Regions from separate parts of the Sus scrofa genome. Here all the other regions are linked to region 1. Evidence: chromatin contacts called from public Hi-C and promoter capture Hi-C data. All regions are on one chromosome and are shown on one strand. The core of a region is the stretch at or near the end of the contact, and the rest is flanking DNA. Distances in the headings are between cores, read along the strand shown. Region 1 holds the start of FKRP (fukutin-related protein). Region 2 holds the start of AP2S1 (adaptor related protein complex 2 sigma 1 subunit). Region 3 holds the start of PTGIR (prostacyclin receptor).

Evidence for each region. Promoter capture Hi-C pulls out the DNA fragments that hold promoters and counts their contacts. Hi-C and Micro-C count contacts between places; a contact is called where the count stands out from the background.
Region 2: a Hi-C map of fetal liver shows a contact between it and region 1, with 2.1 times the contacts expected there. The contact joins the promoter of AP2S1 here to the promoter of FKRP in region 1. A contact is called at or near these places in 2 of 5 promoter capture datasets (fetal liver and liver), 22 of 47 Hi-C or Micro-C datasets (alveolar macrophages, blood, brain and 9 more) and 2 of 2 datasets of contacts at active chromatin or transcription factors (alveolar macrophages and skeletal muscle).
Region 3: a contact with region 1 is called in a promoter capture Hi-C map of fetal skeletal muscle, with 4 times the contacts expected there. The contact joins the promoter of PTGIR here to the promoter of FKRP in region 1. A contact is called at or near these places in 4 of 5 promoter capture datasets (fetal liver, fetal skeletal muscle, liver and 1 more), 19 of 47 Hi-C or Micro-C datasets (alveolar macrophages, blood, embryonic fibroblasts and 10 more) and 1 of 2 datasets of contacts at active chromatin or transcription factors (skeletal muscle).

Annotation. Positions count from the first base shown.
Region 1 is chr6:52,625,521-52,628,744 of Sscrofa11.1, reverse strand. It overlaps FKRP (fukutin-related protein), which reads right to left and starts at 1,279. Exons shown (of 2, transcript XM_021094618.1): 1 at 1,227-1,279. It overlaps STRN4 (striatin-4), which reads left to right and starts at 835. Exons shown (of 17, transcript XM_021094615.1): 1 at 835-1,144. The coding sequence starts at 863.
Region 2 is chr6:52,701,882-52,705,216 of Sscrofa11.1, reverse strand. AP2S1 (adaptor related protein complex 2 sigma 1 subunit) reads left to right here and starts at 2,019. Exons shown (of 4, transcript NM_001244453.1): 1 at 2,019-2,175. The coding sequence starts at 2,173.
Region 3 is chr6:52,525,142-52,528,590 of Sscrofa11.1, reverse strand. PTGIR (prostacyclin receptor) reads left to right here and starts at 1,253. Exons shown (of 2, transcript XM_003355952.4): 1 at 1,253-2,212; 2 at 3,271-3,449. The coding sequence starts at 1,445.

The DNA of each region.
Region 1 (3,224 bases), core at 30-2,529:
CAGAGTGCCCCCATTACCATAGTACCCAGGACTTGGCTCTGCCAGTTTCTCACCTCCCTAGGGATAGCCCGCATCTTGTAACCATAACAACTACTCCTCAGCAGAGCATCTCCTCCTCTAAATAAAAACACCTGGCTGGTCCAAGGCCCTCCCACCATGGGAAAGGGGGAGATGGTTACCATGGTAATGCCAACCAGGAGGCTGGGGAGAGGGGCTGGGAAAGAGATGTTTCCCTCAGCAGTGTCCTTGGGGCCAGGCTCCTTTCTACCTGAGCGCTAGGTGAGGTTGCCATAGTAACCAAGGAGGGTAGGGGCCGAAGGACCACCGGGGACTTGGGTGACCTTAGCAACCTCCTATAGGTAGGTGCAGGGCCAGGAGAGGTGGAGCTCCAGGACCATAAAGGTGGAGGGGAAGGGAGGCTAAGGGTGTCCCCGACTGAGGAAGAGTTACCATGACAACCGCCCCGGGCCAGGAATCAGGATGGGGCCATCGGTGAAACCACCCCTGGTGGTCGCCCTTTCTCTCAAAGAGGGACGGTGATCTAGGAGAGTGGTGTTTGGGTCTGGAGAGGGCTAGAATCTTTCTTTGGGGTGAAGCCGGAGGAGGGGTACAGGAAGCGGCCCCTCCCAAAGTCCTGCGCTTCCTAAGGGGTCTGGGTCGCGTTTGCCCTCCTCCAGGCGCGCGCCCCTCCTCGCCCCTCCATGCGCGCGCCTTGGGGGTCGACCCGGGTGGGCGAGGCGCGCGCCCGACATCGTTCCCGGCACCGGCCCCCCCGGCCCCCGCCGAGCGCGCGCTCGAGGGCTGGCGCGGCCGCGCAGGCGCGCGAAGCACAGCGGGCGCGCGGGCCGGCCCCGGGGCCTCCATGATGGAGGAGCGAGCGGCCGCCGCTGCCGCCGCCGCCGCTTCCTCCAGCCGCCCACTCGGCTCCGGCGCGGGCCCGGGCCCGACGGGGGCGGCTCCGGTCTCTGCCCCCGCCCCCGGGCCCGGCCCGGCTGCCAAGGGAGGCGGCGGCGGAGGCAGCCCCGGCCCCACGGCGGGGCCGGAGCCCCTGAGCCTGCCGGGGATCCTACACTTTATCCAGCACGAGTGGGCGCGCTTCGAAGCGGAGAAGGCCCGCTGGGAGGCGGAGCGCGCCGAGTTACAGGTGAGCGCCGCGCCGAGTTACAGGTGAGCGCCGCCCAGGGACCCTCGACCCCCCCGCCCGGCCCGGCCCGGCCCGGCCTCACCCGCCGCTGCCGCCGCCGCCATCTTGGAGCAATGGCCGCCGGGACTGCCGGGGGGGGGCGGGAGGGGACCGCGACCGGCCCGCAGACGGAGTGAGGGGCCGTCCGAGGGGGGTCCTGAGGGCTCCTGGGCGGCTGGAGACGGGAGGGGGGCCCAGGGGCTGGAGGGCCCGACCGGGGCAGCCAAGAGAAAGGGCGCAGGGGACCAGAACCGGCTGGGAGTGGGAGTGGGGGTGAACGGACTGGCCGAAGGGTCCCTGAGAGAGTGGCCTCGGGGACCCGAGCGGACCCCAAGAGAACTCGGCCAAGGGTGATGAGAGGGCATGGAGGGGTCTTGTACGGGAGTGAGCAAAGAACATGCAGGGTGCTGAGGGAGTCACACTCCGTCCCCGTTGGAGGTGGAGCCCGGCGGGCCCCGGGTGGGAAGAGGGGACGTTGGGGGGACTTGGGACTCGCCGGAGTCGAGAGCAGGTCGGGGCTGGGCTCCCTTGTGAGTAGGGAGAGGAAGTCAGGGAGCTCAGGACGGGTTTGTTTCGGAGTGTTAGGACGGCGGGGACTGAAAGATGGCTCTGCCGGGACTCCGGGGAGGAGAGCGAGGTCTCGGGGGTGTCAGATGAAGGTGTGTGCCCCTTCCCTCTGAGGAGGAAACTTTGTGGAGCCTTGGCAGTGCGTCGCTACCGCCTCCCGGGAAGGGATCCCGGGGGTGGAATCATGGAGGGGGCCAGGACGTGCCCCAGGAGCCTGTGCTGGAAGAGCTTGAGAGCCGAGAAACTCTTCGGGGATGTGGGAGATGGGGGGACTCCCGCCCAGAGATGGGAGGTGTGGAAGATGTCAGGTGCAGAGCCCCGACCTGGAATGAGAGGAGGTCGGCCGTGTCCAGCGGTGGAGCTGGGGCGTGGGGTGAAGACACGAGGAATTGGCCGAATCTGGGGGTGGCGGGGAGCATTTTGTAGAGCAGGAAGGCAGCCAGAGGAAGAATCTCACAAAGATCCTGGGGTGGGGGGTAGTGTTTGTGGAAGTTTCTGGGAAAGGACTCTGGTTTGTGGAGTAGCTTGAGGGAGGGCTGTACCCCTGGGATGATGTTTGGAAGGCGCCGAGGAGCTGGGCTGGGTTTTGTGACCTTGAGAGATGTGGGTCCGTTTGCTGGGTGTCCCTAGGAGCCTGGGTATCAGAATTGTGAGGATTTTAAGGGTTCTAAGGATGTGCTGCCAGGAGTCTGAGGGGTCCTGGTCTGTGGTGTTATCAGCAGAAGTCAGCGCCTGCTTCTAGCATCTTTCCCCCTCTGATTTGCTGTTTCCTGTCTAGGAGAGGTGGGGACTGAAAGAAACACCTGGTTAGAATTTTGTCCATGGGATGAATAGAGAGAGCATCCCGCAATTCTCCCACCCCTGTAGGGATCCTGGCTCTGTGGTAGCTGAGGCTTGGTGCTGGGGGGGTTGGGTGGGAGAGAAATCCTTATGCAAGTACCCCTTGTTTTTGTGTTCCATCTCTCCTTCCAGAGCTCTTTCCCAGAGTACGTCTTTTTAGATCTTCTTAGTACCCCTTCATGTAGGCAGGGCCAGTGTCCTTGCCCTCGCTCAGCAGCTGCTATCGCAGCTGCTGTTTATTGAGCACATACTATGTGCCAGGCATTGTGTCAGGCACTTTAAATAAATCCTTGCAACCTTCTGGGAGGGTAAGTGATATTCCCCCCCTTCCCTCCCCTTTAAAGAAATCAAGCAGAAGAGGAAGTGGAGGCTTTGAGCAGGTCAGTGATTTATCTAGACTCATAGCCTGTGGGTGGCAGAGGTGGTCTGTGGGCTTTCGAGCCCATGCGTTATACTTCTCTGATGCCCAGGACAGAGGAGAAGCCTGTTCCAGGAAGTTCTGGCCTCTGCGGGAACGTCCAAGCAGTCACAGCAGACCTGGGGTTAAATCTTGGTGCTTGGTGTCTGGGACTTCACACCTGTGCAGCCTGCAGCACCCCCCAACCCACCTCCTCATCTTTGAGACAAACAAGAG
Region 2 (3,335 bases), core at 770-3,269, 76 kb before region 1:
TCCCCAACTCTTCAGCTGGGCCAGGTGTCTCTGCTATAAGCAGTTGTGGTAGCCAGGCCTCCGAGAGGGACCGCTGCTGTTCTCACCTGGTGTTCAAGTCCCCTCCCACCTTGGACAGGGCAGTTCTGTGTACTGATAAGATATTGTGGAAATGACAGGGTGTGACTTTGGCCAGGTCATAAAAGACATTGCAGGCAGCTTCTGCCCTGCCCTTTCATGGGTCATTCACTCTGGGGGAAAATAGCTGCCGCATGAGGACACTCTGTGTCCTTGGGGAGAGGGCCACCTGGTGAGGAACAGAGTCCTGCCAACAGCCAGCATTAATCAACACACCCTACGAGTGAGCCACCTGGGAGTCAGATCCTTCAGCCCCAATTGAGCCTTCAAATGACTGCATTCCCAGCTGACATCTTTCTCTTTTTTTTCTTTCTTTTTCTTTTTTTTTTTTTTGGGAGGGGGGGCTGCACCCAAGGCATGAGGGATCCAACCTGAGCCACAGCAGCAACCAGGTCCTCAATCACTAGGCCACAAGGGAACTCCCCAGCTGATATCCTTTTTTTTTTTTTTTTTTGTATTTTCTAGGGCCGCACCCGCGGCATATGGAGGATCCCAGGCTAGGGGTTGAATCAGAGCTGCAGCTTCTGGCCTACACCACAGCCACAGCAACACCAGATCCGAGCCTCGTCTGCCACCTACACCACAGCTCATGGCAGGATCCTTAATCCACTGAACGAGGCTAGGGATCAAACCTGCGTCCTCATGGATACTAGTTGGGTTTGTTACCTCTGAACCACGACGGAACTCCTAATTTACCTTGCTTTCTTAGAGCAAGTCTCCCCTCAGTATCCATCCCTTTACTGAATGCTTACTATGTGCCACCATGTTCTAGGGGATGTAGATTGTTAACAGGTTCCCTGCCCTCAACGGAGGCAACACACACACAGAGACACACACCCCAAATAAAATCATTAACAGCTGTAAAAAGGCTTTAAAGAAATCTAACTGCTGACCTAGAGAATGTGGGGGGTCGAAGAGGGGAACTTCGTATGTTGGGTTCCCCCATATAGGACTGCGGAGGTGATGTTTAAGCCAAAGGAAGAAAAGAGGTCAGCGATCAAAGAAATGGGGGAAGGCAATTCCCATTGTGGCTCAGTGGTAAGGAACCTGACTAGTATCCATGAGGATGTGGGTTCAGTCCCTGGCCTTTCTCAGTGGGTTAAGGATCTGGAGTGGCTGTGAGCTGTGGTATAGGTTGCAGATGTGACTGAGATCCTATGTTGCTGTGGCTCTGACACAGGCAGCAGCTGCAGCTACTATTCAACCCTTAGCCTGGAAACTTCCACACACGGAGGGTGTGGCCCTAACAAACAAACAAACACATAACACATACTATATGTCCAGCACTGGGCTAAGTACTTTGGAAACTTACGGATGCTTTAAAACAACTCTACTGAGGTGACCCCTTGATCAACCGTCTTTTACAGTTAAAGAAGTTGAGTTAAGAGGTGAAGTTGCTGGCCCAGAGTCACACAGCTAGGAAATAAAGGCACGATTTGCATACAGTTCTGGCTTCCAAATTCATGCGCTTAAGCCACTGTCCCACATAAGTCGCTTAACATATTCTAAACAAAGTACTGGGTGACCATGCTCCCCCAACGTAGTTTCTTATTGATTGATTTTTAATTTATTTGTTTGTTATTAAAATACAATTAATTTACAGTGTTCTGCTAAAACAGCTATTCCCAGTACGTCCTTCTTGCCTTGTTGGGGGGGCGGTGGGAGGGAGAAGGAAGGCTGTCCGAACTACATTTCCTAGAGTGCAACCCTTGCCTTGCTGGCTGTCCAGCATTTCGGGAATTGTAGTCCTGCCAGGAGACATTCACCCACGGCTCCCAGAATGCATTTGGAGACCGAACCTTGCGCGAGGAAAAGGATAGTCGCGTAGCATGCTGGGACGCGGGACAGGCCCATTTCTCTGGCGTGCCGCTCAGACGAACGACCCCATTTCTTCGGACTACAATTCCCAGCCGGCTGTGCGCGAGAGAGGGCGGGCGAGTTCTTCTGCCGGAAGTCCGCTCTAGCCCCGGGTGCCCCAACAGCCGCCAAAGCCCGAGCCTCCCAGAAGCCGTGGGACCGGGGCCTCCCAGAAGCTGGGGTCGGACGGGGGTCGCCATGGTAACGGGGGCGCGCCCATACTGGGGATGGGCAGAGGGTGGGTCCATGTGCAGGTACTCGAGGCGCGGTGGGATACTGACAAGCCCCCCCGGCCGCGGTGCAATGGTCTGGGCCAGGCGGGGGCTCTCGAGATTGGGGCCGACCAAAGGCCGGGGAAGGGGACTGGGCGGCGGTTCTGGACGCCAGAGTGTAACGGGGCTCTCAAGGCTAGGGGGCTTTGGAGACCGGATGACAAGAGGAGGGGTCTGTGCGGGAGGGGACATTGGAGGTGGCTGAAGGGTTTTGAAACTGGCAGGCAACTCACGAAGAAGGATCTCCGAGGTGGGGAGAAGGAATTGGAGGTGGCGAGGGGGCATCCCAAGAAGAGAGCTCTCTGGGAGTGTGACCGGATAGTTGGAGAAGGATGGAAGACCTTCGGCTGGGAGAGACGGGGGTCTCTAGAGGCAGGAAGCTGACACTGCAGACGGAGAGGGGGTGTTGGAACTGGGCGGGATACTGCTGATGAAGGAGACAGAATTTCAAGAGGAAGAGACTGGACACTGGAAACGGGAAGTAGGCAACTGTAGGGAATGGGGCTTTAGAGTTAGGGAAAGCGTGCTAGAAAAGGGAGAAGGCTTGGCGTAGGGAGTGGATACTAGAGATGTGTGGGGAGCAGTGGAAGAGGTCACGGAGGGTAGGTAATAGGCACAGGAGTGCGAGAGATGGGGATGAGGCTTTGGGGGCAAGGACAAGCCACTGGATTTGGTACCCCTCCCCAGAGATGGGGAGACCTGACAGAGGGCATTGAAACCGAGAAAGAGGAAGTCGAAAGGGGACAGCTCTAGGGTAAGGGCTTGGAGACAGTAGGTTGGGGGACATAGAGCGGGGACATCCGAGGGTTGAGGGTGCAGGAGGGAAAGGGCTTCTGAGGGTGGATTCCCTGAAGTGGGGAGACTCTAATTGGGAGGAGAAACAGGAAGAGGTGCATGAGGGAACTGGGGGGGGGGTCAGAGGCAGAGCTCTCCCTCAGCTTTTCAGGCTTGCTTTTATCTCTGCCCTCAGTGTGCCCCATATTTCTCTGGCTCTGCCCCAGGCAGTGGCTGCCTGGTGTGGGTACCCCCACCTCCACCCCGTGCCCTCTCCCTGTCTCCCAGGACCCCTGCCTTGCTAGGAAGTGGTTT
Region 3 (3,449 bases), core at 4-2,503, 100 kb after region 1:
CTGGCCCTCATGGGCGGGGAGGCTGCAGGGGAAGCCATGAGGTTCAGTGGCAACAGTGATGGTGATCACTGTGCTGGCAGGGGGACACCCAGGCTGACTACACTGGCTGGAGGGTGGTGGCTGTGCGGCTGGCCATGTGTTTGGGGTGGGGTGGGAGAAATGGAGGAACAGCGGAGTTGGAGCCCTGGACGGCTGTCTGTGGCTAAAATATTCCTTGAAGTCAAGGTCACCAGAGCTTGGCCTGGGGCCTGGGAGTGCTGGGGTGAGAGGTGGGGGGTGTGTCCCCCTTTGATGCCTGAGAGCAGTGGAAATCCTGGGGCAGACCTGTCCCTTATCAGTGGATGACAAGTCCGGCGCCCCCCAAGGCTCTGTGGGGTGGCTGAGTGTGCAAGCTGGGAGCCCCAGGACGGACTCCAGGGACTGGCATTTTGTTCTCTGGGCCACCTCTTCCCCCTGCCTCGTGGAAGGAGTGAAGTCTATCCAGGGAACAGAAATCCCAGTGGTGCCTGGAAAACACTGCATCAGAGAGGAATTTCCCGGTCATGTCTCAATCCCTGGCCGTGTCCTAACCCCAGAGCCTGAGCCCAGAATAGATGCCAGAGGCCACACCAGACAGCCTTGAGGACTTGTCGGCTGTGGCCCTCAGGTCCTGTCCCCACTGGGTGTGATGACTCAGGTGATCCCTAACCCAGGTCCACTGAGCGATGCTGGGAAGGGACAGGGTGGCAGAGACCTGAGTGTGGGGAGACGGCAGGTGGCTCAGTGATGTGGGCCGGGGGAGAGGACACAGGGAGGAGAGGCAGAGGCCTGTCCTGGGCAGGGGGGGATGGAGGGAGCCGCCAGGGAAAGGCGGGAGGGAGCCCAGGGGCCGCTGGAGAAAGCAGGGGAGGGGAGGCGGGGCAGAGAGAGGAAATGAAAAAGCCGGGGTGAGCGAGCAAGCCGGGGAGGGAGGGAGGAGAGAGGGAAGGAGGGAGAAGTTGACACTCGGCGTTGGACCCAGCGAGAGACACCCAGGAGAAGCAGCAAGGGGACAGAGGAGGGACTGGGAGGCTGCAGAGGTGCGGTGGGGAGGGGCTGGGAGAGGTCAAAGCCGAGACCGGGAGCGAGAGCTGTCCAGGGACCAGGAAGGAGACAGAGACGGAGCGACAGCAAGAGACGGAGACGGAGAAAGAACGCGCTAGGGGCTTGGCGAGGAGAGGACTGGACCTGGAGACCGAGGCAGAAGGAAAGAAAGAGGGGAGAGAAATAGACAGAAATTGACGCCCAGCAGGACCTGCCGCGGGTCGACGGGGACCTGAGCCCACTCCCTCCAGCTGCAGCGGGGACCACAGGGAGCGCCGGCGGGGTTGGGCGTCGCAGGGGCGGACCCGGCCTCCCCCTCCCACCCCATCTCCCACCCCCGGGGACCCCTCCAGCCCGGCGGTCGCCCGCGGCGAGGCGGGGGATGGCCGATTCTTGCCGGAACCTCACGTACGTGCGGGACTCGGTGGGCCCGGCCACCAGCACCCTGATGTTCGTGGCGGGCGTGGTGGGCAACGGGCTGGCCCTGGGCATCCTGGGGGCGCGGCGGCGGTCACGGCCCTCGGCCTTCGCCGTCCTGGTCACCGGGCTGGCCGTCACCGACCTGCTGGGCACGTGCTTCCTGAGCCCCGCCGTGTTCGCGGCCTACGCCCGCAACAGCTCGCTGCTGGGCCTGGCCCGGGGCCGCCCGGCGCTGTGCGACGCCTTCGCCTTCGCCATGACCTTCTTCGGGCTGGCCTCCACGCTCATCCTCTTCGCGATGGCCGTGGAGCGCTGCCTGGCGCTCAGCCACCCCTACCTCTACGCCCAGCTGGACGGGCCGCGTCGCGCCCGCCTGGCGCTGCCTGCCATCTACGCCTTCTGCACGGCCTTCTGCGCGCTGCCCCTGCTGGGCCTGGGCCAACACCAGCAGTACTGCCCGGGCAGCTGGTGCTTCATCCGTCTGCGCTCGGCCGAGCTGGGTGGCTGCGCCTTCTCGCTGGCCTACGCCAGCCTCATGGCCCTGCTGGTGGCCGCCATCGTCCTCTGCAACGGCTCAGTCACCCTCAGCCTCTGCCGCATGTACCGACAGCAGAGACGCCACCAGGGCTCGCTGGTCCCCAGCCCCCGGGCAGGTGAGGACGAGGTGGACCACCTGATCCTGCTGGCCCTCATGACTGGCATCATGACTGTGTGCTCCCTGCCCCTCATGGTGAGTGCCCCTGCGGCGGGGGGGGGGGGGGGGGGGGAGGAGGGCAGCAGCCGGCTTTAGCCTCCAGGGGCTGAGCCCATTTCATGGATCTGGAGACTGAGCCTCAGAGAGGTCAGAGGCTGTGGCCACGGTCAAGCAACTCCCCACTCCCAGGAGAAGTCTTTCCCCATTTGCTTCTGCCCCATTTCACTCCTCCTGACCCTGTCGCCCCTTCTCCATCTCTAGCCCCCACCCCTGCCAATTTCACCCCCAGGAGCCTTCCCCTGCCCCTGCCTGATAATAAGACCCGCCAGGCATTGAGTGCTTGCTCTCTGTACACCCTCTGCTCAGGGTTTAGAAATCCTTTCTCAGATAATCTCCAAAATGATCTTCATCACATTTTCCACAAGCACTTAGCAAGAAGTGGGATGACGTCCTTGTCCCTGCCCTGTCACCGTTTTCACAGATGAAGGGTGATAAGGTCTCTTGCCCACGACCACACAGAGGCAGGTCTGGACCCTGGGCTCCTCTGATTTCTGAGTCAGCTCTCCCGGCTGCCACACTCCCCACTTCCCCATGCCAGCCCCACCCAAATCTCTGCCCTTAGCATCTCCTAGCCTCGCCACTTTCCGGCAGGAACTCCCGCCCTGCCTCTCCCAAATTACAGCAGGGAGACCCTGGCCCTTGGCACCCAGTCACCCCGCTTATACCCTGGGCTTCAGTTTCTCTTTCTGTAAAATGCAAGGGCTGGGCTAGATGTAAGGATTGTCCAACTTTGGGGGGGGGGTGGTGACAAAAGACCCGGAGACTGGACACGCTCAGGCACAGCCCTGGGACACAGTCCTGGCGTCGTGGCCCCATCTCTCCCCCTCTAGGGCTTTGCAGTTGTCCCCTGGGGCTTTTTCTCCCTCCCCCCGCCCCATGCGCTTGTTATTTAGTTTTCATCTTATTCCCTTCCCCATCCAGCAGGCCACCCCTCCCTCATTTCTGCCGATGAGCAAGGGGTGGGAGAGGAGCTTTGGGGGGTGGGTGGAGGCAGGACTGGTGGGTGGTTCTTGACGGCCTCACTCTGCCCCCAGATCCGCGGCTTCACCCAAGCCATCGCCCCGGACAGCAGCGAGATGGGGGACCTCCTCGCCTTCCGTTTCAACGCCTTCAACCCCATCCTGGACCCTTGGGTCTTCATCCTTTTCCGCAAGGCCGTTTTCCAGCGCCTCAAGCTCTGGTTCTGTTGCCTGTGCCTGAGGCCCGCCCAAGG